Regions from separate parts of the Mus musculus genome. Here all the other regions are linked to region 1. Evidence: chromatin contacts called from public Hi-C and promoter capture Hi-C data. All regions are on one chromosome and are shown on one strand. The core of a region is the stretch at or near the end of the contact, and the rest is flanking DNA. Distances in the headings are between cores, read along the strand shown.

Region 1 (4,869 bases), core at 185-2,684:
GTTTGAAAACGTTTGAAGCTGAAGCTGACCTCTTGGGCCATACAATCAGATTTGATAGGAAGCACATACGGAACCTCTTGAACAGTTCTATCTCATCACTCTTCACCAGAGCCAAGAACAGGAGGAAAACCAGGCAGATTATCATGCTAGTTACAGAAGAAACAGCGTAGACAAAGAATGTACAGGCCTGGGGAGATACCTTAGGGGTTAAAGTGCTTGTTGTAAAAGAAGCCAGGATTGGTGTTTGGGTCCTCAGAACCCACATGATTGCTGGATGGTTATGGCAACCAGCCTGTAATTTCTGTAAAGACAGAGAATTCTCAGAGAACCTGGATAGTCAGACCAGCGATAGCAGGGACTTGTGGTATTGAATAAGAATAAGATAGAAGAGCAATTGAGGAAAATTCCCAGCATCACTCTTGGGCCTACACATACATACACATGCATACACACACACACACACACACACACACACACACACACGATGTTCAAACACACATATACATAAGATAAAATTTTAAATAGATAAAAAAGAGGCCAGCGTGGTGTTACACAGCTTTAATACCAACAGGAAGACTTCGAAGCCAACCTGGTCTAGATAGTGAATTTCAGGCCAGTTAGGAATACGCAATGAAACCTTGTCTCAAAAAAGAAAAGTAAATATTATGAATATGATGTAGTTCCATGACAGAGGCTTGTCTAGCATGTTCAAGGTATCCTCTCAGAAAGAAAAGAATGGATGCCGGGCAGTGCTGGCGAATGCCTTTCATCCCAGCATTTGGGAGGCAGAGAGGCAGAGGCAGAGGCAGAGGCAGAGGCAGAGGCAGAGGCAGAGGCAGGTGGATTTCTGAGTTCCCTGTCTCGAGAAACCAAAATTAAAAAAGAAGAAAAGAGGGGCTGGTGAGATGGTTCAGCGCTTAAAAGCATTGACTTCTCTTCCAAAAGTCCCGAGTTCAAATCCCAGCAACATGGTGGCTCACAACCATCCGTAACGAGATTTGATGCCCTCTTCTGGTGCGTCTGAAAAACAATTACAGTGTACTTACATATAATAAATAGATCTTGGAGGAGTTGGAGGAGGAGGAGGAGGAGGAGGAGGAGGAGGAGGAGGAGGAGGAGAAGGGTTCAAACAGAAAACCGAGTCTGAGAGAACAGAAGGGAAGAAACAGATGTTTCTTGGAACGCAGCAGCACACACGGCATCCACACAAGCGAACATTTCTGGAAACCATACTATTTCGAGGAGATTAACACGCAAACACCGCCGAGTGGCAGGAGGGCGGGACTAGTCGAACGCAGGCGAGGGGCTAGCCTGGAGAAACCCTGCCGCTGGAGATTCAAGGAGGAGCTGACAGGTAGGCGGGGCAAGCGAGGGTCCTCCCCCAACTAGTACGTAACTAAAGTACATCAACATCACTTCCGGCTCGGTGTTGAAGCGGGAAACAAAAGGAGACGCAAGACGCATGCGTTAGTGAGTCCCGGATTCTGGTGGGTTCTTCCGCTCAGACCTGGGGAAACGCTTCCGGGTCGCCGCCGGCTGCCGGCTCTTGGCGCGGTAAGTGCGGAAACGAGACTGCTGCCGTTTCCTTGCTTGTTCTTTCTTCCGGCTTCCAGAGAAACCCAGTTCCTTTGACTCGCTTCCCTAGCAGTTCATTTTCCCCATTTTTACTCTTAAAGACATCCTGCTCACTGGCCGTTTCCTAGAGTCTAAGCCCCACCCATCGCACATGGTCCGTCATGCATTGGTTTCACTTCCTGTCACCCAGCATTTCTTGCAGTTAATTGGCTTCGGCCAGGCCGCGCGCATTTTGCGATTAGCATCCCTATAAGGTCAAAATCCTGACGGAGACCCGCCCCTGCCTCCTTCCTGTTGGTCAATCTCGCAGTCATTATCATAATGAGCAAAGAATGGGCGGTGGTGGGTAGAATTTTAGTATATAAAATCTGTCAGTGCTTTCGGGATCGTGGTGGACGCGCCTTTTTTTTTTTCCCCCATCACACGGACCTGGGGGGGCTTTGGTCTAGGGAATGACAGCGTCTAGTTCTGCGTGGGTCAAATTAAGTTGGAACAAAAGCTAGAGTAGGGCCGGGTGTGGGGGCTGGTATACGCCTTTAATCCCAGCATCCGGGGGCTGAGGCATGCGGAGCTCTGTGAGTTTGGGACTAGCCTGGTCTATATAGAGAATTCCACGACAGTCAGGGCTAAATATTGTAACCCTGTTTCATTTACTAAAAATAGGGGGAAACACCAAGGTAGACACCAACTCTATTTTTTCCTGTGCCCTTCCTACAGTGCTGGGCCAGGATCCCTGCCTTGCGTAGGATTTAAGCCCCCATCGAGTGTGTGGCCAAAGTCAAGCTCTACATGTCACTGGGTTTGTGAGCCAGGGCGTTTTAGTTCAGCTTCTTGGTGACCTTCCTGGTCAGCAGCTTCAGCCCACAGAGTTGATTTTGTTCTCTTCCATGTTAGTTCATTCTTCATTTGTTTGTTATTTACTCATCCCTCTGAGAATTTCTTTTATCCTTGGTTGTGTGTACTGCAGTTTGACTGGTTGGTGAGAGAGGTGGTTCATGTCCACACCATTTTGCACTGGTTGGATGTGACATGAATCAAAAGAGCAAAAAATAAGTTTTGTGGTGCGTGTGTGTGTGTGTATTTAAAATGAATTTTACTAGATCTCTGCTATTGCTAATCTTGTGCATAATCACAATGCCACATTCCATCTCTGGCTCCCAGTCTCTTCTCTCTTTAAGCAACATACAGCTTTACTCATTATTTTCTTTGTTTGTCGTAATAACTGAGGATGATATAATTTTAATTATCCCCATTCTTACAGATGAGGAAACTGAGGCCCAGAGAGGTTAAGTGTATTGGCCAAAATCAAAGAGCTAGTAAGTGATGGAGCCAGGACTCAAACTCAGGTCTGTCTGATTTCAAGAGGGCAGGGCAGCTTCTCTGCTACCCACCCAATCCACCCTATCCCTAAATCAAATTTCAACTGCATCAAAACAAAACAAAACATATTCACGTGACCCTTTCCCTCAGCTTAGGAGCCATGTCCACCTTGTTCCCGTCACTCTTCCCTCGTGTGACTGAGACACTGTGGTTTAATCTGGACCGACCCTGTGTGGAGGAGACAGAGCTGCAGCAGCAGGAGCAGCAGCATCAGGCCTGGGTGAGTGAGGACCCAGTGCAGCATGGAGGTCTACCACCGGGCCGTGAGCTTGCCTTACGCTGGAGACCTGCTTAGAAAAAGGTTCCTCTGTGGGGAATAGTCAAGCTGAGTTTTGGGGGATAAAGTTCTTATTTTGTGGCACCCTAACTCGCTGAGGGACCATAGGATTTCGGGGGTAGATTAGATAGATGTCAAGCCCCTGACAGCCTAGGATCTTTTCTATACATCACAGAACTTAATAATTTCACTTTCACCAGAATTATATGAAAAAAAAAAACAGAGGCCCAAAGACTTTCCATATGTCTATCAATTTTATAAGGAACAGATGACAGGAGAGAGATTGCATCTTCCTGAGAACTGGGGGGAGAAGCTTTGTTTCAACATTTGGGGTCTCTTCAGGGGTAGGGGAAGCCAGTCCAATGCCCCTGACCTGCCCTGCTTGTGCCTTGGCCCTACTTTCCCCCCTACTCCTTTGCCCACAGCTCCAAAGCATCGCAGAGAAAGACAACAACCTGGTACCAATTGGCAAGCCGGCCTCAGAGGTGAGTGGTTCCTGTGGGTGGGGCCTATGTGAAGCCCAGTAGAACAAGGCTTTACTTTAATGGCCTTACTTTTGGCTCAGTACAATTGTGGTTTTCAATCTGGGAAGACAGAAAACGTGGGAACCTGAGGGGCTATGCATTGTGCCTAGTACTAAGGACCTTCAGGTCATGCAGCAGCCTGCCAGACTCAAGGCAGGCAAGGTTGGGAAGGTGGAAGCTCCAAGTTGGCCAGCTCTTGACCTGGTCCAGGCGCCCTGAGGCCTACAGAATCTTTCTGCTCTACCAGCACTACGATGATGAGGAAGAAGAGGATGATGAAGATGATGAGGACAGTGAAGAGGATTCCGAAGATGATGAGGACATGCAAGACATGGATGAGATGAATGACTATAATGAGTCACCTGATGATGGAGAGGTCAATGAGGTAGGCGGGGTGTAGGGGAGTGCCTTTGTTCCTAGGCTCCTGCCCCTGATCTAATTGATGGCCAAGGCATACAGAAACCCTGGCTGTACCCAGGGGCAGGATCTGGGCTGAGGCTGGCTGAGGCTCCTCCCCACCCACACCCAGCCTCCTCTTCAGGTGGACATGGAAGGCAACGAACAGGATCAGGACCAGTGGATGATCTAGGTAGACAAGCCAAGGTGGCCTCAGTGATTCCAGACCACCCCAACCTATTTTGAATCTACAGCCTCAGCCCCTCAGCCTGCAGAACCAGCTTGTGGCTGTAGTGCCTAAAGCTTTCCCTTAGGCACTTTCTCAGCTACTGCCAGGACAAGGTCTCCTTGGGCCCTTCCAGGCCATGAGTCTTCCCTTGAATCCCAAGAGCCTGAGCCCATCCCACCTTCCTGGCTGGTACCTCACTCCTTGGTTGCCAGGTGTGGTCCCTTTCTAGCCCTCTTTAATAAAGACACAGGACTGATTGTTTCCCCAATGTCTATTCCCTGTTTGTTGGTGGGACCCAGAGTTCAGAATCTTTTCTTGGACATTGGGACGGGGTTATGTAAGGACTCTCAAGCAAACCTAATGGACCATGTTGGCCAGGATCAGAGCCCAGGTTTCTGTGATTGGTAATTCTTATGGCCTAGCTTGTACCCAGATGTTCCTACAGGGTCTCAGTGTCTGCAGCTGCCTCTGATCTCATCTGAATCTCA
Region 2 (4,708 bases), core at 387-2,886, 370 kb after region 1:
TACCCACTAAACCATATTGTCAGCCTTAGGTTGAACCTTCTAAGGAGTTATTCAACAATATCTAGAATAACAAGAGGTTAAGTTTATTGGTGGGGAGCGGGTGGGGAAGTAGGGTGAGGAAGGTTTTCGGTAGAAGAAACAACAGACACAAATGCTCTGAAGCCTGTTTGATGTGTTTGGGAACTTCCTGAAGGTCCATGTTTAGCGTGGCGAATAGAGTGCTTGTTTATCGTGTCTGAGGTTCTGGGTTTGATATTGTAAAAGTGTACACACACACACCACAAGAAAAAAAAAAAAGGCCAGTGTGATGGGAGATTAACAGAGTGGAGAGAGTGATAGTAGATGACGTCTGACATGTATTTTTATATCAACAGCCTAACCCTTAAGCCAGGCAGCTGTTGGGCAAATCCGTGTTCTGGTCTTCAAAGGGCTCACTCATAACAGGAGCTGGTTTATCACTGTCAGAAGAGGGACTGGGCCTAATCCAGTCTCCTGCCTCCGGTGCCAAGGACAGGGGTAGGGCACGGAGGTTTCGGTAAAGATCTGCTGACAGTACGCTTGAGAAGAGAACAGGAAGTATAGGCTTTGCTAAAGGAAGCCTGGGCGGGGTTCTCTGTTTTTGGGGCACTTATTCTCAAGTCGCTACCATCTCCTCTAACGGAATCAGAGAGATAGGAGAATGAGATGGGAGGAACCATCACGGGCTTTACCCCACAAACCTCAAGAGGGTGGGGCCTGAGAGGTGGGTTGCAAGAGCTACACAAGGGCATAGGATGTAGATCAGGGACGGGCAGGGTGTTAGGAAAGCAGATAGACCTGTTAGGCTACGTACAGGTGACGTTTTACCTACAGTGGGATGGGCATTTCATTCTGCTTTTTGGAACAATTTCTTCTTTAAACACTTGTAGCCTCTAAAGGGCTTGACTAGGGGCTTCCCTTCCCTTCAGTAACCCTCTAGAAAGGGTCAGGGCCACCTAGGAACTAGTCCTTTTGCAGTACTTAGATGTGGCCACCAGGGACCGCTGCGTACGGGAGACCGGAGGCGCGGGTTATTGAGAGGCGGAAGCCGATTGGCTGCGAGGCGCGTCGAAAGGGCGGAGCCTGGGAGTCGGGAGTTGGGGGCTGGGAGCGCGCCCCTTGGCCAAACCTAGCAGGACCATAGTCACCCCAGGCGGCTCCAGGTTTGTCATCCTAGTGCGGAGTTTCTGTCCAACCTGACTTTACAGTGGAGTCCGGAGAGCAGCGCTGCGGCCCGGAGATCCGGACAGGGCAGTAGCTGTCACCGCCGCCGCAGGCCTGAGTTACCTGAGCAACTGCGTGTCAGGGGCCCGCCTGCGGGCGGGCGTTAGAGCTGGAGGCTGGGGTGCGCACGGCAGAGGCCGAGGCCCCATCCTTGTCGCGGGGCCGCGGTCCTGACGACCACCAGCGCAGGCAGGGTCCCCAAGAGACCCCGCCAGTTGCGGGGGGCTCTGGCGGGCGCTCTCCAACAGGTTATTCCGGGATAAGCCGGCTCTGGGGCGGGCCCGGGCTTCGCTGGGGGCCGGGCGGCGCGGGGCGGGCCGGCGGTAGAGCACGCCCCCGCCCACTTCGGGCCCGCCCCGTGCCGCCCTCCCGCCCTCCCGCCCTCCCGGGAGCCGCTGTCCCGGGCCTGGCCCGTGCGCGTCCGCCTGCTGCACCGGGGCACCAGGAGCCGCAGAGGTACCGGACCCGGCGGGGGCGCTGACCTCGGCCTAGGAGTCTTAGGATCCCGGAGACATCCGTGTCTGCTGGGGCCTGTAGGTCGCACGCCGAAGCCCTAGCTGCTGAGGCTCACCGCTGTTTCTCGGGGCGAGGTCAGGTGCCCCCCTTCTCTCCTCTCTTCTCTCCCTCCCCCACCTCAGTGCGGGCGGGAGATTCTGCCCGCCTCCTCCCGCAGGGGTGCAGCAGGCTGCGGAGCTGACAGCGGCCCCGCAGCCACCCTGCTCAAACTCTCCGGAAGCAGATAGAGCTCAGGCCGCCGCCGCAGCCCCGGCGGACCTACAGTTGGACCGGAGACTCCGATCCTTCTGCGTCCAAACTTGGGGCACTTGACCTTCGCTTATCGGAGGAGGTAAGCCCGCAGGTGGCTGGACAGCTGCGGCGCCGCGAGGGCATCTTGCTTTGGAACCGTCGGCTGCACTCCCTGACTCTGGGATTTGCTTCTGGGATCCAAAGGTGTCTACAGCAGGCGCATGTTGACTGAGACCTACCGTCATGGATGTGTGCGCCCGTCTTGCCCTGTGGCTTCTTTGGGGGCTCCTTCTGCATCAGGGCCAGAGTCTCAGCCATAGTCACAGTGAAAAGAATACAGGAGCTAGCTCCGGGGCGACTTCTGAAGAGTCTACCGAAGCAGGTAAAGAAGGCCTTGCGGCGGGCTGGACTGGGCTGGGGGCTTGATTGACTCAAGACTGAGTGGCCCGAAGTGGGCACGTTGGAATCTCCGCACATGTGAGATACACCATAACACTGTGTAGTCTCAGTAGTCCAAGAAGTTCTTTCGTGTAGTAGTCATGCCTAATGTTAGTATTTCCCCAGAGCAACTTTCCTTATCCCTCCTCCGGAAGGTAGTGAGAAGCCTCATGGGGACACCTTGACTTTTTAGATCAGTAAGGTTGAGGCCCCATTCAGGACTTCTTGTCTGGAAGAGTAGCCTTCTCAGATGTTAAAATTCCTTTTAGCCAGTTTTATCACTTGAGGTATAAGGGGGTGTGTGGCAATGGTGGGTTGAGGCCACTCGGGATGGGCAGGGAAGATCAGGGCAGGGCTGGGTCTGTTTTTCTACAGCTTGGTGTTCAGGTGTGCCTTTCTGTTCTAACCACCGTGAGAACCACCGTAGTCCCTCCTTTCCCTTAGGAAATCTGTCTTTTGCTTGTGCCCATGTGAAATATCAAAGCAAGTCCTTAGATGGAATCCTGTTTACCACTAGGGACTTAAATGGCCCTTTCTTGACTTCTCGGTAATAAAAAATCCTGGGACCACTTGTTGACTTAATCCGTTTCTTCTGACTGATGAGAGTAAGGATTCCATGTTATTATTTTTAATCTGTCCTTATTTTCCCTGTATACTTACAGAGCTTTGTTTAGCAGTAGTAGCTCTGGCCAATACTTTTGCAGTAGAAAGGAACCTTTAAAAAAAATACAATTAATTTACACAAAGTTTAGAAGCTCACCAGTTCTCTTTTTCTGTTTTTCACACCCTGTCACTACAATCTGCCCCAGACTGTAGCCTGAAGGGTTGGGGACAGAAGACTAGTTAGGGTGTTTGAGGATAGGCAAGTTCAGAGAGGGGATGTCTCAGTGGGTATCTGCTGATACAAGCAGGGAAAGAATATAAAATATGGCGGTGAAGTCTTTTATGGATTGCATTAGTGGTAGACTTTTTCTTGGGCTGCCCTCTTTCAGCTTTTTTGACTTGGTTGTCTGAAATTTTAGGTGTTTCAAGGGCTGATTTGTAGGTGAGGCCAGGACTGTCCCTTATACAAGCATGGAGTTAGGGCTGTTGCTTTTAGGATTGGTCATTCCTGCATCTCCATAGGAAATCTCCTAGGCCTCTGAAACTTAGCTTAAATTTGTTTCCCCCCATTGGGCTATGAATGGAAAAATTGGTTGAACTGTGAAGTAACCCTGAGTAGTCTTTCTGCAGTCCCAGTGACAGACATCCTGGTTTATAATTGATCATTTATCCTCTTGTTTTCACTTCAGAATATGTGTGTATGACATAAAATCAATCTTTCTGAGAGCTGTTTGGTATGTCAGATCTAAACTAAAAGAATGCAGCTTCGAGTTTTAGGCATTAGCAAGCCTTTAGGAAGTTGACTGTAGGTCGTGTGTGTGTGTGTGTTTTGCCTAAGGTAGAGAAGCATTCCAGCATTCCTCAGGAATCCCTCAGGATGAGTCTGTGGAGACATTCCTCAAACGTCCTATCTTTGAGGACTGACTGTTTAGATTACGCCATAAAGGCCTCTCTTTTCATCTTTATTTCCTCTTAGTTCAGAAATTGGCTTCCATCGTTGTAGTAATTATATTCCAGGGAGGAAAGTCTCAGGGACTCTATGTGTTAGGAATGCCTATCGTTTTTGTGGGAATGTGGGTGTCCTTCCTACCTGTATTGTTTTGGTAGCTTGTCTACTTGGGTCACTATGGAACTTTGGCTCAGGCAGGGACTTTTCTTTCTTCTTCAAAGAAGTGGCTTCTACCCTAGATTCTGCAAAGGGTTTGGAGTGAAACTGTTGCTATAGCCAGGATTTGTGCAGAGTCTTTCCAAGTCCTCTGTGTCCACAGAACACATGAGTTTTACTTGCTGTTAAAGCTACCCCTTCTATACTGTTCTTTCTTCTTCCCTCCCTCTCCTCTATCCCTCTGACTCTCCCTGTCTTTCTCTTTCTTTAGACTTAGTAGCCTAGGTTGGCCTTAAACTTAAAAAGTAGCTGAAGCTGGTCTTGAGGTCTTGATCTTTCTGCCTCCACTACTCAAGGGATGGACTACAGGCCACAAGACACCATACCTGTCTTAGCTACCATTTTCTCAGCAAGATTCAACATAATTGGTAAATTTGTGTGCTCTGCACAGTTTATATTTTACAGTTACATGGCTTACTCTGCAAAGCCTCAAAATAACCCTATTAAAATGCAGCGAAAGATAATACATCCTTATTTTTACATGTGAATAAATGCTTTGGGCTATCAAGATGG
Region 3 (4,850 bases), core at 973-3,472, 480 kb before region 1:
CAGGACATGGCTAGAGGGCTTATGTGCCCAAGAGCTGCTTCCTCCCTGAACTTGATCTACTGTCCACCAACCCCAGAGACCAAGGAAGAGGGTACAACTAGAGGTGCCCTCTGCTGGTCTGGCACTGTCATTACTCTGGTTTAGGGATTAGCCAGAGGGGAGCTGCATTTGGCCACTAGGGGGCAGTCATGGACCACTCATAGTTGCAAATTTTGAGCAGGGTCTGTGTAACACCTCCTAACCCTCCCTACACCTGCAACACTTCCTCCCTCCCTCCTCTCCTTCCCCTCCCAGTGATATTCCTGGATCTGGCTTTGTTCTTCTGCCAGCTGGACCACTCAGCCCTGCCTCTGGCCAGCAACTAGTGATGTGTTGTAAGACAGCACAGTAGAGGTGCTTTGCTTTGATCTCCTGGGCTCTAGGACATGAGAGGAGCCCTTCGCCCAATGCCTACAGAATGCAAACCTAAGCCTGAGCCTCTGCTCTCAGCTTTCCCTGCCTGACATTAGAGTCTCCTCAGCTTTCCTCCTGCTCTTAGCCTGTTCTCCCCTTTTGTGAGCGCTCCCCGTAGCCAGCACTATGTGACACTGTAGAGTGCTTTCCCTTGGCGTGAGGTCACATCCCTGCAGGATTGAGACTCAACCTTCGTGAAAAATACCTGTGACTACAGTGTTGGGGGGGGGGGGCAGAGCAGAAGGTTCTGTTGTCTCAAGGATTCCTAATACTGGAGCCAGTGCCAGAAGGGAGGGATGCACTTGGTACTTTAGGTTGCTTGGGATGGGAGGAGCCCAGAGTTAGGGGTGGGAGCCTGAAGGAGGAAGGACTTCCTGGAGGAGTGTGGTTGGGGGTGGGATTGGATGTTGGGGAGGAGAATAGGGAGGGAACTCTGAGAGAAAAGGCTGTAGTAGGGCACAGCCTGGGCACCGAGCATTGCTGGTGGAGTGTTGGGGAAAAGTGGGCAGGGTAGGATATGGGGCAGAAGAGGGCTGGGGTATCTGCCTTTCTCTCTTCTGGCTCCTTCATTTCAACCCTCCCACTCTGCATGATATCCAGCAGTGAGGACCCAGGAACCCTTGGCTCCAGGGAGCTCTGGGTACACAGGCTGTAGTGAGACAGGTGGGGGTAAAGCTGGACCCTGCTACCTCCGTACTAACCCTGGGGCTGGAGGGGGCATGGAACCTCTTTCCTACCCCCTGGCTCTTATTGCTGCCTGCCCACAGTTCTGTTTTGGAAAGCATAGATGGGTAGGCAGATATCCTTTATAGTCCACGTGGCTTTGACAGTTACTTAGATCTCTGATCGTCTGTGTGCTCTCTGTCCTTTGGAGCTAAGCTGCATCCCGATAGCCTCCTGGGAACACTGAATGAGCAGGCGCAGGTAAGTGTGAAGTGCCAGCCGTGCCCCTTGCTAGTCTTCCTAGATATATCCGCAGTGACATCTTTGTGACATACAGGAGAAGAGCTTGAGAGGTTCAGCCAGCACTTAGTGACTACTTCCTGTGTTCAGCCCTCACTCACCAAGCACTTGTTGAATACCTGCTGTGTGCAGAGCTTTTGCCGCACACGTGGGGCAGATGAGTAAGTGGTGTGGGGGAGGAGGAAACCCTTGAGGAGAGAGGATGCTGCTCAGAGGGATTCATGAAGGGCTCATGTCCTGAAGCCTGGAGGGTAGGGGATGCTGAAGAGAGACAGACAAATGTAGATGGCCTGAAGTAAGGACCTGTTGTAGCTGGATCTTAACACCCATGCAACCCCAGGGCCTCACACCCTCAGCACCAGACACCCTAAGGCCTCCCCTCCACACCCTAGCTGTCAGGTCTTAGCTCTACTGGCTACCTAGGAGACACGACTACATCCCTGTCTAATGGGCCCTTTAGGATCTTGTCCCTACCAGAAAACAGCATCTTTTCTACTACTTAAGTACTTAGTGACCTGAATGACCCAGATCCTACTCTCAGACTGTGTGACTGTTTCTGTCTCACTGACACACATGCATGCACGTGCGCACCCACACCCACACAGAGCTGGTCAGAATCTCCCTGCCTCTCCTGTCAGGGAATGCCTTTGGATTCTTGTTCCCAGTGTCCATGTTCTATGAAAACATGGGGAGGATTTGTACCCAGCTAACCAACCAGGGGGATGGCTCCTTGAAGAGCTCACTGGCCCTGGCATGTGCCCTCCTCTATGCTACTTTCAGCCTGTGGAAATTTCCACACTTCCTCTGCCCTGGTTACAGCTCCTACTGCTGTATTTATCACCCTGGAGACACAGTGACACAGGCCACAGGCACACACTCATGCTCTGCACACACGTGCCTGCACACCTCAGCTTGCACTGCCATAACTCAAGTGCATCACACACACACACACACACACACACACACAGAGCACGTGGAGGAGGGACATCCACACACAAAGAGCTCTCTAGGAAAATTGTTCTCCCTCCTGCTGCTGCCCCTCCCCCACCTCCTCCTCCTCTGTTCTGTCCGCCCACCCCCACCCACAGACCAAAGAGCTGGGCCTGAGGACTGTACCTCCCACTCCTTATCAGCTGGGAGGCACTCTGCCTGGTGACTTGAGTGTGCCCTCCCTCTTGCCATTCCGCCCTCCCTCCCCCCTCTGCCACTCCCCTGCAATCTTGACTGTCTTCTATGCATAAGTCCCCTCTTTGTCACTCTTTTGACTCTGAAGTGGAAACTGTCATTCTTCTCTGCTTTGTCTCCCGGAGGTTCAAGTCGAGGAACCCCAAGGATCCAGGCAGAGAGATAGACTAGGAGGGGGTGCCAGGAACCCACATCTCCTCAGCTCCTGTCACCTTCAGCCCTCCTCTTGATGAGGGGAGGGCTGTGTGCCTGGAACCATGGAGACCAGTGAGCGTCATGGCAACACAGTCTGGGTGGGCACAGCCTTCCTCCTCCGGGGTTTGGGGGGGTGCGTAGGAGGAACCCCATGGGCCTGATGGCTGTGGGCCTTGTGCTGGTGCCCAGTGCTGGTCACCGCATCTGCCTGCAACCTGTTCTAGTCCTACCCCTCCTTGACTCACTGCACTGTGGGCTGCAGGACTCGAACGAAGGCTCTGATGCTCCCTGGACACTGCAGGAAAGATACTGCAAACACCAACAGAGCTCAGGGGCTTGCCTAGGGCCCCACAGACTTCATAGTTGGCCACCCATGTCAGTTTACTCAGGGCAGAGAAGTCAGCTCAATGTGAGTTTGGACTCCCTGTGAAACCCCCAACTAGCCCTTTGCCTTGCCAGTGAGGATATGGAATACCTGCTGTGCCAAGGCTTCGTGTGTTCTCTCACTTCACCCTTGGGAGACCCAGGGTGGCCAGAGAGTGGCCTACCAAGGACAGATAGGCTTGGGACAACCCGTCCTGGCAGGTACCCTTTTCTCATTTGTGTCTTCCTTGCTGAAGAGGAGTCCCTGGCAGGTTCTACAGCTTCATCAGAATCTGGCCTTAGGTTGTCTAGAAACCTGAGAGCTAGTTTTGGGGGGTGGGGTGGGGTGGGGTGGGGTAGACCCTTCCTTAAGTGCCTAGACATAGGGAGGACTTTGCAACCTGTGCACAATGGTTGCTTTCTGGTCCTGTAAAGACTTGTCTCTGCCCTAGATTAGAGTGTGCAGAGTCCAGGAGGAGACCCCCGCCTTGCAACCCAGACTTGACTTGTCTCCTGGCCTCTGTGCAGTCACGTTGCAGCTGCCTTCCTCCTGGCTTATGTAATCACTCAAATATAACAGCTGCCTTTATCCCACTGAGTCACGCCCCCTCCCTCCCTCCTCAGGTGTGGGGAGTTGCACAGAAGAGGTAAAGCAGGACTGAGTGGGAGGCTGGGGGACTCCGGGAAAGGGGGGTCCTGGTGTGCCAGGTTGGAGGGAGATGAGGACAGCAAAACCTTTCTTAGAAGAGGAACTCAGGGATCGCCTCTGCTCTGACCCACCCTAGTAAAATGCTGCATTCTTGTTGTGGGGAGGGGGTCCAAGTGCTAAAGCTCTATCCACAGCCTCCTTTGCTGAGCCTCCGTCCTTACCAGAGGAGAGGCAGAGAGTATGAAGAGGAGAAAATAACTTGGGACACAATGACCAGGAGTCTCTGATCTGTGGTCCAGCTCTATCTACTCTTTATATCCTTTGGTCCTGGATATGCCCCTGGCCTGTTTGCCCACCAGTGTAATGAGGAGTCGGACCTTCTGGCCCTGACCTCTTATACTCCCTGATATCAGCGTCTAGTAGAGGCACCCAAGGATCCAGCTGTACTCCAGGTTGGCCTCCCTCATCTGCCTCAGTCTTCCTCTGAGCCACATCTGCTTAGCTGTACCCCTTGCACTGGGTAGGAAGCAGGGCCACTGGATTCTGGGTTGAAGGACACAGTAGTAGCCTTCGGCTTTCCTCTGACTTGATATCTGTCCCAGTGCTTCATCCCCCCACTGGTAACTGGAGATTACTACCCACTCCTAAGGTCACCAGCCCTGCCCCTCAGAGGAAGCTGAGCCACGTCTCCTCATCTGGACTGACAGAGCCATCTTCCTGAAATGATGAAGAAGTTGCCCCACCCTAAAGCTGTTCTAGAGACCGTGGTGGCTTTCCATGTCCTTGTCAAAGCAAAGGCTTTGCCCCTGGTGGTGTGATGAGGTCCCTGCTCAGAGACCTGTCCCTGGCACCAAGGGTACATGCCATCCTTTCACAGTGGCATCATTCTGGGCATCAGACCTACAGGAGGAAGCTTCCTGGCCACAGGGGGACGGGCACTGTGAGATGACTCTCTGAGCTACCAATTCATCTTTCCTCTGTCCCATGGGTGCTTGTTAACAAGACCCAGGCTAGACCCCCACTCTATATCCCTGCCCCCAGG

What was found. Hi-C and Micro-C count contacts between places; a contact is called where the count stands out from the background. Capture Hi-C pulls out chosen DNA fragments and counts their contacts.
Region 2: a promoter capture Hi-C map of adipose tissue shows a contact between it and region 1. The contact joins the promoter of Stim1 here to the promoter of Anapc15 in region 1.
Region 3: a Hi-C map of cortical neurons shows a contact between it and region 1, with 6 times the contacts expected there. The contact joins the enhancer-like site here to the promoter of Anapc15 in region 1. A contact is called at or near these places in 2 of 39 promoter capture datasets (hippocampal neurons and liver), 2 of 484 Hi-C or Micro-C datasets (cerebral cortex and cortical neurons), 2 of 115 datasets of contacts at active chromatin or transcription factors (acute myeloid leukemia and forebrain) and 1 of 9 other capture datasets (macrophages).

Annotation. Positions count from the first base shown.
Region 1 is chr7:101,894,897-101,899,765 of GRCm38.p6, forward strand. Anapc15 (anaphase promoting complex C subunit 15) reads left to right here and starts at 1,435. Exons shown (of 6, transcript NM_027532.4): 1 at 1,435-1,554; 2 at 2,837-2,921; 3 at 3,046-3,175; 4 at 3,658-3,717; 5 at 4,004-4,141; 6 at 4,298-4,649. The coding sequence starts at 2,899. The coding sequence ends at 4,345.
Region 2 is chr7:102,266,183-102,270,890 of GRCm38.p6, forward strand. Stim1 (stromal interaction molecule 1) reads left to right here and starts at 1,637. Exons shown (of 12, transcript NM_009287.5): 1 at 1,637-2,371. The coding sequence starts at 2,233.
Region 3 is chr7:101,412,834-101,417,683 of GRCm38.p6, forward strand. No RefSeq gene overlaps it. Among named protein-coding and RNA genes, the nearest start is that of Pde2a, 36 kb to the right of the region's middle. Within about 2 kb of position 2,223, at least 52 of the 459 cell types and tissues checked have an H3K27ac peak or open chromatin away from gene starts, as enhancers often do. A contact at or near this core is called in cerebral cortex, cortical neurons and forebrain, where this site is marked.